Regions from separate parts of the Zea mays genome. Here region 1 is linked to region 2. The links are chromatin contacts, called in public Hi-C maps. All regions are on one chromosome and are shown on one strand. The core of a region is the stretch at or near the end of the contact, and the rest is flanking DNA. Distances in the headings are between cores, read along the strand shown.

Evidence for each region. Hi-C and Micro-C count contacts between places; a contact is called where the count stands out from the background.
Region 1: a contact with region 2 is called in a Hi-C map of ear, with 2.9 times the contacts expected there. The contact joins the promoter of LOC100193610 here to the enhancer-like site in region 2. A contact is called at or near these places in 2 of 25 Hi-C or Micro-C datasets (ear and leaf).

Annotation. Positions count from the first base shown.
Region 1 is chr8:151,990,671-151,996,756 of Zm-B73-REFERENCE-NAM-5.0, reverse strand. LOC100193610 reads left to right here and starts at 4,535. Exons shown (of 1, transcript NM_001138712.1): 1 at 4,535-6,086. The coding sequence starts at 5,438.
Region 2 is chr8:151,602,395-151,608,678 of Zm-B73-REFERENCE-NAM-5.0, reverse strand. LOC103636131 (zinc finger CCCH domain-containing protein 13) reads left to right here. Exons shown (of 5, transcript XM_008658490.3): 1 at 1-306; 2 at 897-1,518; 3 at 2,335-3,727; 4 at 3,820-3,912; 5 at 4,066-5,117. The coding sequence ends at 4,812. Among protein-coding and RNA genes, the nearest start is that of LOC103636131, 4.1 kb to the left of the region's middle. Within about 2 kb of position 4,983, at least 9 of the 20 cell types and tissues checked have an H3K27ac peak or open chromatin away from gene starts, as enhancers often do. A contact at or near this core is called in ear, where this site is marked.

The DNA of each region.
Region 1 (6,086 bases), core at 3,286-5,785, 390 kb before region 2:
TTTTGGCCAAAGTAATGTATTTGGAAAATGGGGAGAATTTATCAAATTTCTTTTTAAATGTGCTAAAGGAGGAGAAAGGTGTTGAATTTGCAAAAGGAAAAGAATTTGCAAAACTTGAAAATGACTTTGATTTGCAAAATCAAAACAAGTGGTGACTCATATGGTTGAAATATGTTAAAATTGCCTTTGTTGACAATCACTCGCCACAAAACCTGAACCACAAGGGATAAGTCAACCTTGCGTTCATATTTATAGCGGGTATTTTACATTCGTAATATACCATATTGATATACTGGGCTTATCCACTCGGCCATGGGTAAAATAGACCAACTCTTATCCTGATTATCAGATGGCCACACTGCCTTCACGAAGTTGCTTCACCTTGATGATTTTGGTGTTTGATGATCAACATAACCTATGGACTAATGCGTTTGGTAGTAGTTATTTTTGTAGTTCACATGATGTGAAGTGGTTTTGGACTAAGGTATTGAGACAACAACACTTCAAAGAAGACATCCCCGACGTCTCCAACCATTAACCCTAAAAGATATGCCCGATGTCTCCAACCATTCACACTATCCAGCTCCCCTATATACTATAATTCAGTGATTTAACTTTTTCCATCAATTTTTGAAATTTTAAAACCATAGACTATTTGTACTAACATAATACACAATATTAGCAACTTACGGTACTTAAAAATGGTTAATATCATAAAGAATGAGGGAAGGCTAAAACTCACTCTATATAGAGAGCATGTTCGGTTTGAGAGGAATTGAAAGGGATTAAATCTCTTTCTAGTCAAAATTGAATAAAAGAGGATCTAATCCTCTCAATCCCCTCTAAATCCTACGCAATCGAATAAGGTCATATGAGGAGAGTTTTTCTCTCCCTCCACATTTGGATAGCTATTTCACCGAAAGCCCCTACGCGGGCTTTGGGGAGGTGTGGGGGCACTAGCGGCGAGGGCGCGTCTCCATGCTAGGAAAAAAATGGCGTGCATTTAGCCTGCAAACTGAGTTAGCTCTAGCCCCTCACAAAACTGGAGAATGGCCCCAACGAAAATCACCGCAATGATGCTGGCTCCACTGCCTTCAACTCCGTTTTCACGCGTTCGGCTCCGTGACGCATGAGTGAGTAGGCACGGCTCCGCCTGGCTGCTTTGTTGGTTGTGTCTGTTCCACTACCTAGTCTTCGCCGCTAGTAGACCACCATGGCGCCGTAGAACTATTGTTGTCGTTGATCGGGTCATTTGCATCCTCCTCTTCGCATGTGGAATCATCGGCATCCTGCTCACCTCTAGCCACCATGGCACCATAGAACCCTTGTCGCCGCTGATCGGATCATCGTCATCATCCTCCTCTCCACCAACATACGTCGCAGAATTGTTGCTACTACCCTTTGGATCGACGACATCACCTTCCTCTATGCCAGCGTACATGTCTCCTCTTTCGATTGCCGTCAAGTTTGATGTTGTCCACACCCAGATTAATTGATATTATTAGTGTTGGAGAAACACGGACATGGCAGATGAAGCATCGTTGGTTGTTGGTCCAATTGGTCAAGGGTATGGAAACACATTCGATGAACCTCCTTAGTCACATCATTTGTTCTATATGGGCATCCTTGTGGTTACAAATGTTCTTAGAGTCATTGGTAATGATATATATTGTGGATCCGAGATGTTTTTATGCATGACTCATCGTTTATCTGGCTCTAGTTTTGGTGCATATTGTGGGTAATCCTGACAACTCCAACTCTCTGACCCGTTTCTCCGCCTTTAGTCGTGCATGTGGCATATGCTGATTTATGACCAATGATCGTCTATACCATGCTTCATAAAGGTTTATTTTCTCTTTGGACGCTTCCGGTGCATGTTTATTTACTTATTTTAGGTGACTAGTAAAAAAGGACAATTAACTCAAGGGGGCTGACTAGTGGTCCAATCCGCGTGATTAGGCCAAATTTTGATGTTTTATTGTTGTTATGTATCTATAGAGCAATTTACCGATCATCGCATACCGTCCTTGGTTGACAGGTCAAGCAACGTGACACTTCTAAAACCCGATCGCCACTAGCACGTAGAGATGGTTGGAGCCGCATTCAAAAAGAAACAATCGCAGCACTGGTGTGTCTTTTGACTCCATGTGTGCCGGTTGTTCAGACGCTGCTTGATTGCAACAACATCACTATAAAGCCTACATGACCGGATCCTAAAGGTTGTCTAGCCGGCTTCAGATCGTCTCCAGCTGACTCTGTAAAACAGAGGACGTGGAACTGTAGATGACACCGTTTGACAGTATTTGCAGAGTGGAGTTTGAAATAGAGAATGAGACAGGGGATATATTGGAGAAAGCCTCACTGACCTGGCCTGACCGACTGTAGATAGGGACACTGCAATCCTTTGTTTTAATTTTGCATATCAATAGATCCCTACCCAATGGATTCTAAGAGTTATAAAGAACGGCTCGAGAAGTATAGGTTAGCGTGACCCATGATGAACCCAATGATTTGGTAGGGGAAGAAGAAAGTTGAATAATACGCAAAATGATTGAATGTTTGGTTGTGAACCTAGCTAGTACGTTGACTGGAAATCTGAAAATTTAGCATCTATTTTTTTTTTTAAAATGTGTGAAGAACTCAGTGATGTCTGATCTGAATACTTGCATTCATCGACCAGAGTATAGTTGAAAGCTGTGTGTTTTTAGTTTTTTTTGTTGTTGCCATAGCGAGAATCGGAGCGGCGGTAGAGGATGTGAGTCAGTAATGCAAAACTTTAATTTGAATTCAAGAAAAAAACTGACGTAAAGGAGCATTTGATAGAAGCGCTAGCTCTGCACAGCAGAGAACACAGACATCAGGGACTGTCTTTAGCCATATCTCGCACTACGCGGTCCGGTTCGACATGAATGTCCTACGCCATCGTCGTCCCTGTTCATTACTTAAGCTAAGTTCCTTCGCGAGTGAGTAGTAGTAGTACTTAAGCGCGGCGTGTACAACTGTAACACCGGGAGTGATGGGTTCGTTAAGATTAAAATTGGGTCCGGTGCAGAAGGGGGGCCTCTGACGCCGCCGCCCGCCGGTGCTCCGCTCGACGATTTGACCGGCCATTTTCCTTTCGCGTCTGGCCGTCTCGGCCCACGGGCGGGCGGCCGAGGCCGACCGCCATCACGTGCCGGCCTCACCTCGCATCGCCCGCGTCCCGATGGCCGCCGGCGCCGAGCCCCCCGTGACAACGCGTCGCGCCGCGACTGGCTCCCCCGCCACCTGACCCGGACGGGCCCGGCCCCGGCCTGCCGAGGGAGGCTGCCCGCTGGGCCCCGGGGCTCAGGGATGAGTAGCAGGACCACGCGGCCGCGGGGCCACACCGTGGCTCCGTACCGGTACCGCGCCCGAAAATATCGCCACGGGTGGACGCGGCGCGGTCTGCTGTTCGGGCTCAAGACGCGCGCTGCATCACTGTAGCGAAGGGACGGACGCTGCATCACTCCCAAAAATATCGACCGACCGAGCGAGCGAGCAGCAGCGCCGTGCATAATTTCCCACTGTTAGGACAGTAAGTACTTTGTTTCCATTTTGAAAAAGAACTGGCGAAGGAGGAGGAGGACACAGCGCGATGTTCAGGTCACAGACGGTACGTACCGCCGAGTCAAAGCGCAGGCCAGGCGGCCGGCGACTCCACCGCGCGCAGAGCAGTGGCGCGCATGCCCCGTCCCCACGGCCCGCGGGGCGTCCGCGTCCGTGGCCAGCTTTCCCACTTGCGCTGCACGCCCTGCGCCCCGCGCGCCAGCGGCCACCGTGCCAGCCAAACAAGGCTGCACAGGTGCAGAGCAGTGCAGTGCAGGCTCGTGGGAGTTTACAGCTACCTACCTACCTACTTAGGGGATGGTTCATCCAGATTCAAATTTACCAAAAATATCTCTACTTTATAAGTAGACAGTTAGGTTCATGAAATTCAGATTTAACGACCTGATAAATTAGAGGTTTAGATACATCGTCTCGGTGAAGCTCTTTAATAGCTACTCAACAAATTTAAGCTTGATAAAAATTAACCACCGTTGAAGCTGGGATACATATGATACCGTTTTTAATTTTTTTTTTGATATTTTCCTAGTCTTATGACGTTTTCCCTCTCCCGTTCTTACCGTTACTCTCTTTCTGTCTATCTCCACGAAGATCTAGATTTACTATTTCAGCGGTGTAACTGTTATATACAGACCCTAAATCATACTCCCTCATCGTCTGCGCCGGAGCCGGGGCCGAGTAGCGGTATGGCACGCCACTACGCCGTACGCCTCGGGGTGATTAGTAAACCCAACCCACGCAGCGGGAGTGAATGCGGCTGGAGGAAGGGGGCCGGTTAACCGGCACAACTTAATTACGGTTCTTGCCAGAGCCGGACCTGGTTAAACTAGCGCGCGCGGCCTGTCTGTCACCACCGCGGAATCGAGCGTGGGTCGCAACCGAGCCTGTCGGGTCGGGGATTCCTATAAGAAAGACGGGTGGACACTGGACACTACTCGCCTTGTCCACTCCACTCCCCCCAAAAAACCTCGCCAAACCCCCAGAAACTCCCATCCCATCACCTCCATCCTCCGCACCACTCCTCCCCCTCCACCTCACGTCGCCACCGCACCGCCGCCGTTTCCCAGCTCTGCTCTCACAGGGTCTCCTCCTCGGCTTTCTCCACGCCACGCCACGCCACACCGCCGCTGCCACCTCCCTTCCTTCGTCTCCGGCCTTGTTCTTCGAGCCTTTTTCTTTATTATCGTCGGTGCTCCTGCTCCAGGACCTTCCGAAGCTAGCTCCCCGCTCCCTCTCGCCGAGGAGCCCGGAGTGTCGCTCACGGAGCTCGAAAACCGTTATAGCTACAGCGTCCCCGTCGGGGCCGCGGCAGCAGCGCCTGCGTCCGTAGTACTACGAACTCGGCAGGGGACAACAGGACGGGCGCGCGGCCTGACTGCTGCTGCCTCTCTCTGCTTTCAGCTACTCGTAGCTGCTGCTGCATTTCCGCTGCTCTTTTTAAAGAGCCCGTCGTCTTTACTGCGGCCATTCCCTCCTCCCCCTTTCTTCCTCCGATCCCCTGCGCCCCGGTCTGCCTTCCTGCTCGCATCGCCTCGCCTCCCTCCCTTCCCGACCCTTTCTTTGCTCTTTATTCCCCTGCCGATCCGCAGTGCAGGAGCCAGGCAGGAGGGAAATCCACCCGGCCGTCCGTTCCGATCGCGCGCCCCCCCTGCAGCTTCTTTTCCTGCTGGGGTCAGGGTAGCAGCCTGCATGCAGGGCCTGGTTTGGTTGGGGTTCTCGTGTCATCTCAACGCCAGGGAGGTACTTGCTCGTCTGTCTCTCCTTGCCTGTGCGCTTCGGTTATTAGCTAGCTAGCTTGGGTCTAGTCTAGTGTAACTCCCGGCCGCCATCTTTGCTGTACTTCGTTCGTGCCATGTCGCGCTCGCGCACGGTGCGGATCTTCTGGGACGATCCTGACCTGACCGATTCCTCCGGCGACGACGAGGGCTGCGGAGCCCGGAGGGTCGGCAGAATGGTGAGGGAGCTGGCACCAGCACCAGCACCAGCACCGGCGGCTCTTCCCGTGCCGGATCAGTGCAACCCCGGGGACGGCGACCGCGGGAGGAAGGCCGGCGTCGCTGGTCCCGGCGTGTGCAGCGGGGCGCGGAGACGGCTGGCCAAGGGCGCCGGTGGCGCGGCGAGCACCAAGTTCCGCGGCGTGCGGAGGCGGCCGTGGGGCAAGTTCGCGGCGGAGATCCGCGACCCGTGGCGCGGCGTGCGCGTCTGGCTCGGCACCTTCGACACCGCGGAGGAGGCCGCACGCGTCTACGACGCCGCCGCCGTCCAGCTCCGCGGGGCCAACGCCACCACCAACTTCTCCGCGTCCGCCGCCACTAACTGCGGCTCCGGCTCCGGGGCCGGGGCCGGGCAGGACCCGGCGACGACACCGGCGGCGGGCTACGAGTCCGGCGCGGAGTCGTCGCCGACGTCCGTGCTCCGCAAGGTCCCCTCCCTGTCCTCCCTCGCCGAGGACGACTCGGACGCGCCGGCCGCCCAGCGCCGCAGCCTGGCCGTCCTCGAGG
Region 2 (6,284 bases), core at 3,734-6,233:
GGGGGGAAGAATGGGAGCGGCAGAAGGAGCGAGATAGGGGAAGGAGTAGGGATAGAGAGCGTGAGAAGGAAAGAGCACGAGAGAAGGAGAGGGAGAGAGAACGGGAGCGTGAGAAAGATAGGGACCGAGAGCGGGACAGGGAGCATGAGAGGGAGCGTGATAGGCAGAAGGAGCGGGAGTGGGACAAGAAAGATCATGATTCCAAGCACGAGAGGTATGAGGATGGCGGGAGCAGGAAGAGTGGCTTGAAGATGAGTAGGACGGAACAGGAGGCCTACTCATATAGGAGAGATACAGATGTCAATGGTGAGTAGCCCATTTTCTACATGTTCTCAACAATACCAATAGCATTCCTGCTCTATGTACGATTATACGTCATGTTCCTACTGCAATGTGTTACAGTTTTCTTATCCTGATTTCATTTAGAGTTTTGCATGATGCTATCATTATTTTAAATAGTTCTAGCATATATTAATAAATGTGCTGGAAATGGTTGTAACCTGTGGAGTTCATAGTTTTCCTACTTTTGCGTTGTTTTCTATCACACTGAACGATTTAATATCCATGTTTCCCTTTGCTACATTAAACTCTGTTATGCTTATTATATATAGCTTACAGCATGGTATCTTGTTGCAAATTTATATGAAAATTGAAACCATATTTCTTGTTCTGATCTATTGCCTTGATAGTCCTGGCCTCCTGGGCCTATCTCAGTGAAGCAGATGGATAGTATACTTGAAAGAGCTATTTTGCTCTATGCCGAACTGTTTTTACCTATGTACTTGTTTTACCTGAACACTACTTATTTGAGTTTTATTATATGTTTTTGGGTTGTTTTCTTTTCTTTTCTTTTCTTTTGCTGATATTGCCTTCTAAACTACTACTTTTTGAGGCAGAAATTTCAGCGAAAGAGAAGTACAATAATCCTGATATGCAAGCTGAAAAACACAGCCGAAGAAAAGATGATTCTGAAGATACAGATAAGTGGTCCACTGACAATAGAGACAGTGATGACAGAAAGACCCTGTCCAGATATGAACATGGTAAATCTAGGAGCTCTAAGGAACAAAGGTTTGATGACGACAAGTATAAGGAAAAGTACAAGGATGATTACGTAAGGGATAAGAGGCAACATGACGACAAGTTTTCTAATGAGCGAGTGGCCCGTAGTCATGAAAGTGATAGAGCTGAATATAAGAGTGCTAAAGATGGACGCAGAAGCTCAGAGAGCCATTACAGAAAGGATGCAGTTCAAGATGTTGATCATTATGAGGATTACAACAATAGGTACAAGGAAAGTAGAGGGAAAAAACGACCTCCTGAGGAAAATGATGACCAATATGATTTAAAGCCTCCAAGCACACGTGATCAACGTGTGCATTTGGAAAAATCTTCAGGCAGTGGGCGTCTGGATTCTCTGACTGAGAGAGCAAGACCTGATCGTAGTTCTAGTCCAAGTAAAATCCACTCAAGAAGTTCACCTAGCCCAAGTTCTTATCATGACAAAGATCAGAGCCGGTAACTTATCTTCTATATGGCTATACATCTGAAAATACTGGACTAATCTCTTAAAAGGGTGCAGCATTGTAGCTATACCTTGTCCTAGTTTTACAGTAATCTGTTTTTTTATATATTTCTATTTAATGTTAACCATGAATATTTGTTCCTTACTAACATGTATTATGTGCATAGTTTGTGCGCTAAATTATTGTAGTATTTCTATGCATAAGGTAGCTGGTCATCTTTGTGGCAGGTGTATTTGCTGACTACTGTTGTCTTGGGTGATAAATTATTTTAAGAGACTATATATTGTTATTTGTAATATATCTGTAGGCCTGGAAGCTCCTGTTGAGATCACAGTTTATTTATCAGATACAGTTTGGTTGGCTCTGTGGTTGGTTTTACTGTCGCATGTTAGTAAGTTCCAGAATGGAACAGTTGGTTCATGGTTGGGGAGTTCCTCTATGAGGTTCAGGGTTAATATTTGTCTATTTAAAATATTTAGTTTGGCTTCTTGCGAATTGGTTTTGTTTACAATCCACATAAAAGAAAAAAAACTATATATTGTTTCAGTGGGTAGACCATGGGTTGGTCTTATTTAGTTTACAGAGGTTGTTTGTCAAGTGAGGCTTGATCATTTCTTGAACATCATGGTATGTGTTTTAAATATTGGTTTTAGAATGTCAAATATTGCAATCTTGCAACCAATTAACATATTTTGGGTCTAAAGTGGTGGATCTGAAAATGGTTAATTCATTGAAAATGGTTAATCTTGCAACCAATTATGCTCTGTTCCTTCTAACATCTGAAAATGGTTAATTCATTGATGTCCAGGCATGGGTCTAAAGTGGTGGATCATGGAAAGAGAGAAATTCCATATGATGAGAGAAATAATCGTCCAAGAGCATCTTCTGGTAGAGAAAGGACACCTGCTTCTAGACTTCGTGACAGGGATGCAGAAAATTGGTCGTCTGAAAGGCTTAAACAGAAGGATGATTACCAACCTCGTGATGTAACATTGGAAATTTCTACATCACACTATGACCGCACACCTAGCAAAGATAAGCATACTTCACCAAAACAACTGTCTGAAAAATCTCCATCTTCAGGTGACCATAGGTTTTCAGGTAGGCTTAGTGGTGGGCGTAGTCTTGATAATAAAGGAGAAAGAAAGAGCCTTACGAAATACAGAGATAGAGATGGTGACATAGCTCAAGAGCGATCACATCATCAAGATCGAATGCCAGCTAAGGTTCCATTCAGGGAGCCAACACCGTCAAATTCATCCATAAGTAGAGGTGGTCATTTTTTGGGCAGTTCACCAAATAATCCTTTGCCACCTGCACGGAACGGTGACCCTTCCTTCCAGGGTCCACATGATGATGACCGTAGGCCTCAAAATGGAGATAGGAGGTTCCATGGTCATCAAAAAAGGAATGACATGAATTCTGTTCGTGGACATGGACATGGCTGGAACAGCCAGCCAAACTGGCCTTCTCCAGTTTCTAATGGTTTCGTCCCCATCCAACATGGTGGTGCTCCTGGTTTTCATCCACCTGTCCATCAGTTTCCAGGCCCACCTATGTTTAACCTTAGACCTCAAATGAAATTAAACCAACCTGGAGTTTCATATCCTATGCATGATGCTGTTGATAGGTTTTCGACCCACATGCGCCCATTTGGGTGGCCTAATCATCTGGATGAATCATGCCCACCTCATATGCAAGTTTGGAATGGAGGTAGTGGTGTATTTCCTGGTGAACCCTATATCTATGGTAGACAAGAGTGGGATCAGAATAGACCTCATGCTGGTAGCAGAGGTTGGGAGCTGACTGGTGATGTATCCAAGGGACCAAATGATGTGCCGGATGCTGAACTTCTGGTAGCTAAGAAGGATCCTGACTCTGCAATAACTGCTGTTTCTGATTCTGGTGGACAACACAATCTTCAACCTGAGGCTGACCAAAAGGAAATTGGACGCTTGACTGCTGAAAACTTTGAAGCGAAGAATCATACTAAAAGTTCAAAAAGTTTGGAAGCTCCTCAAGGAGCACAACTTGTGACTTCTATGCTGTCAAAGAATAGCGTGGTCTTTTGTAAAAACTATCTATCCAGAATCAGTGTTTCACATGATCTTGTTGAGCCTGAGTTGTACAAAAGGTGTATATCCTTGCTGGGAGATTTGGACGTAACAAAAACCTCTCATTTGGTTAGGAATGAAATTCAGGTATTTGCATTTGTTAAAATTTATTTAGGTTTTTGTTTTCCCAGCCACTTCAATTTTTTTTTATTATGGTTGCTACTATGTTTTTAAAGCAGGATAATGGAAATATTGGAAAAATGTCAACAAAATATGGAAACCTCAACCCTTTCAGTTCACGTTACCTCAAAAGTGACAATACTATCTTTGAGGCAAGTTCTTCCTTCTCTACCAATCTTCTCTAGAACTTCTTATTTGAACTGTTTATTGTTCACTATTGTGTATCTTTATAGCTCAATTACACAAATTAGCTATCAGTTTATTGATATGGGAATGCTAACTTTCTCTTTTTTCGACAATGACAGAGAGCTTTGGCCCTTCATAAGAACCAGACTCAAAAGGGTTTAACTACTGCCTCTGCATCTGTAAAAATGGAAGAGAAGATGGCTGTACCAGAAGATGACCATGACATGGAATTGCTTGAACCAGTGGTGAGCAATCCTGCTCCACAACGTCACACTGATGTCATGGAGGAAGGATCAGTATCAAAACATGAACTTGGTGATGGCATAGGGAGAACTATTGCTGCAACTATAGGATCTGGGGTTCTGGATGCACCTCCAGAAATTTCACTTCCCCAACCTGAGGTGGTGGTGGCAACAACAGTAATCACACAGCCGAACAAGCACATGGAGGATGTGTTGCCTCCAGCAATTGAGGATGGTGCACTACAAGCAACCCTCGAACATGCTGTTGGCATACCGGAAGTTACACCCGCTGATGTCTTGCTGGATGTTGCACCTTCTGCTGTTGGAGAATCAGGTGATGACATGGAGATCATACCCTCTGCTATGGCAGAACCTCAACTAGGCAAGGAGCCTGCTCCTGTTGCTAGTCCTGACAGTCAAGAGAAGCCCTTCATGCTTGATTCTGAGACAGGTATGGAGGTTGAGGTTAAGGTTATCGATGATAATCCTGGGGATGGTAGGGTGAGCTCTATACTCGGCACCAAACTTGATTTTGCTGCAATTGATGGGGATTCTGAAGCTTTGTTGGTGGAAAGTAGGGTAAATTTAAGTCGGATACCTAATTCCCCAGAAAGTACACATTGAACTCTTCCTATTTTATTTTAATTCCTTTTCTGAGGGTCTTGTGCCCTCAGCCTAGCCTTTTGAGCTGCCATATTCTGTTTACATCTGGGCGTTCTTCTGTAGTGTAATGTTCCCAGTGAGATAGGTATGCTTATGGGGAACTTGGACGTACCTGCGGGACGCAGGACCTGCTGCAATGGCACGCCTCTCAAGTAGTGCGTGCCCATCCAGCTGCGTCTCTTGTTCTCTGCTTGGACGCACTAGTGCCCCTTGTTGGCATAAATGTCTCGCTGCAGCTTTTGCTAAGGTCGCCCAACACATTCTCCTGGGATTGGATTGTCGATTGTTAGAAAAAACGAGGGTCCCAAATAAAAAGTGCATTAGCGTTTCGTCTTTTTAATTGGCAGTCAACTAGTTTAGATATGCTTCATTGCCCAAGCATTTTAGTTCTATCGATATTCACACAAATTTACTTATTAAGTACCAAATTTTGGTATAAATTTGGAAAATTTCTTCTAATCTATTTGCTGATTCTCACTTTTCACTAAGGTCCCGTTTGTTTCCTTTAATTTTGATGAATTGGAATCTTAATAATGAAATATGTTATTTTTTTAGAATGGGACATTCCACCACTTTCCAAAGTTATCATATAAGCCTATATTAAATTCATTTGGTGAGAGATGAAAATTGATTCTATAGATTTATATGCTATTTTTCTGATATACAATTTGTAGTACACTCTTTTACTTGCGCCGCTATAACATAAATATAGTATATAACTATCTCTCATATAATTTAGAATAATATACAAATATATTACATATATAAATATATAAACTTAATTAGTTTTGTCTAAATTATAATTATTAAAATGGAATTCAATTCTAACCAAACAAACGGGGTCTAAGCAAAAATAGTACTGTTAAGCTTGTATGGCTTTCATAATATTACGGCATCTGATCTCATTAGGCTAGAGAATAGGATATAATATAAGTTGATTACCGACGGTACAAGTATGATCTTAACTCCCAAAGAAAAAAGTTGCAAAAGGGAGAATTCATTTGTTTACAAGGGAGTAAATTCATTATATGTTCATTCAGATGGGCTTTGAAGGACGTTTGGCAGGATTATTTGCGAAGAGCTACTTTTTAAACGCTCGTTTGTCAGGACTCTGCCCGGAGCCAAAGCTCTGGGCACGTGTATGGTGTATCTGTAATGCGACTTCGTTGTATCCTCTATGTACTGTAGAGATTGTTCCTAGATAAACCTATCTGTCCTTTCCTCTCCAATCTCGATGACAAAAAAAAACAATTAATTTATAGCATATCTCAGACAAATTAGCATGGAGCTGAAAATAGTAACTATAATTGTTGTTGTCCGGCGGCGATGGACTGAGTGGGGATGAAAACTGGCGAGAGCAAACCACTTTCAAATCTATATTTTAATTTATAATCGGGAACAGGATCATCGGTTAGAACAATGGAACCAGAGCT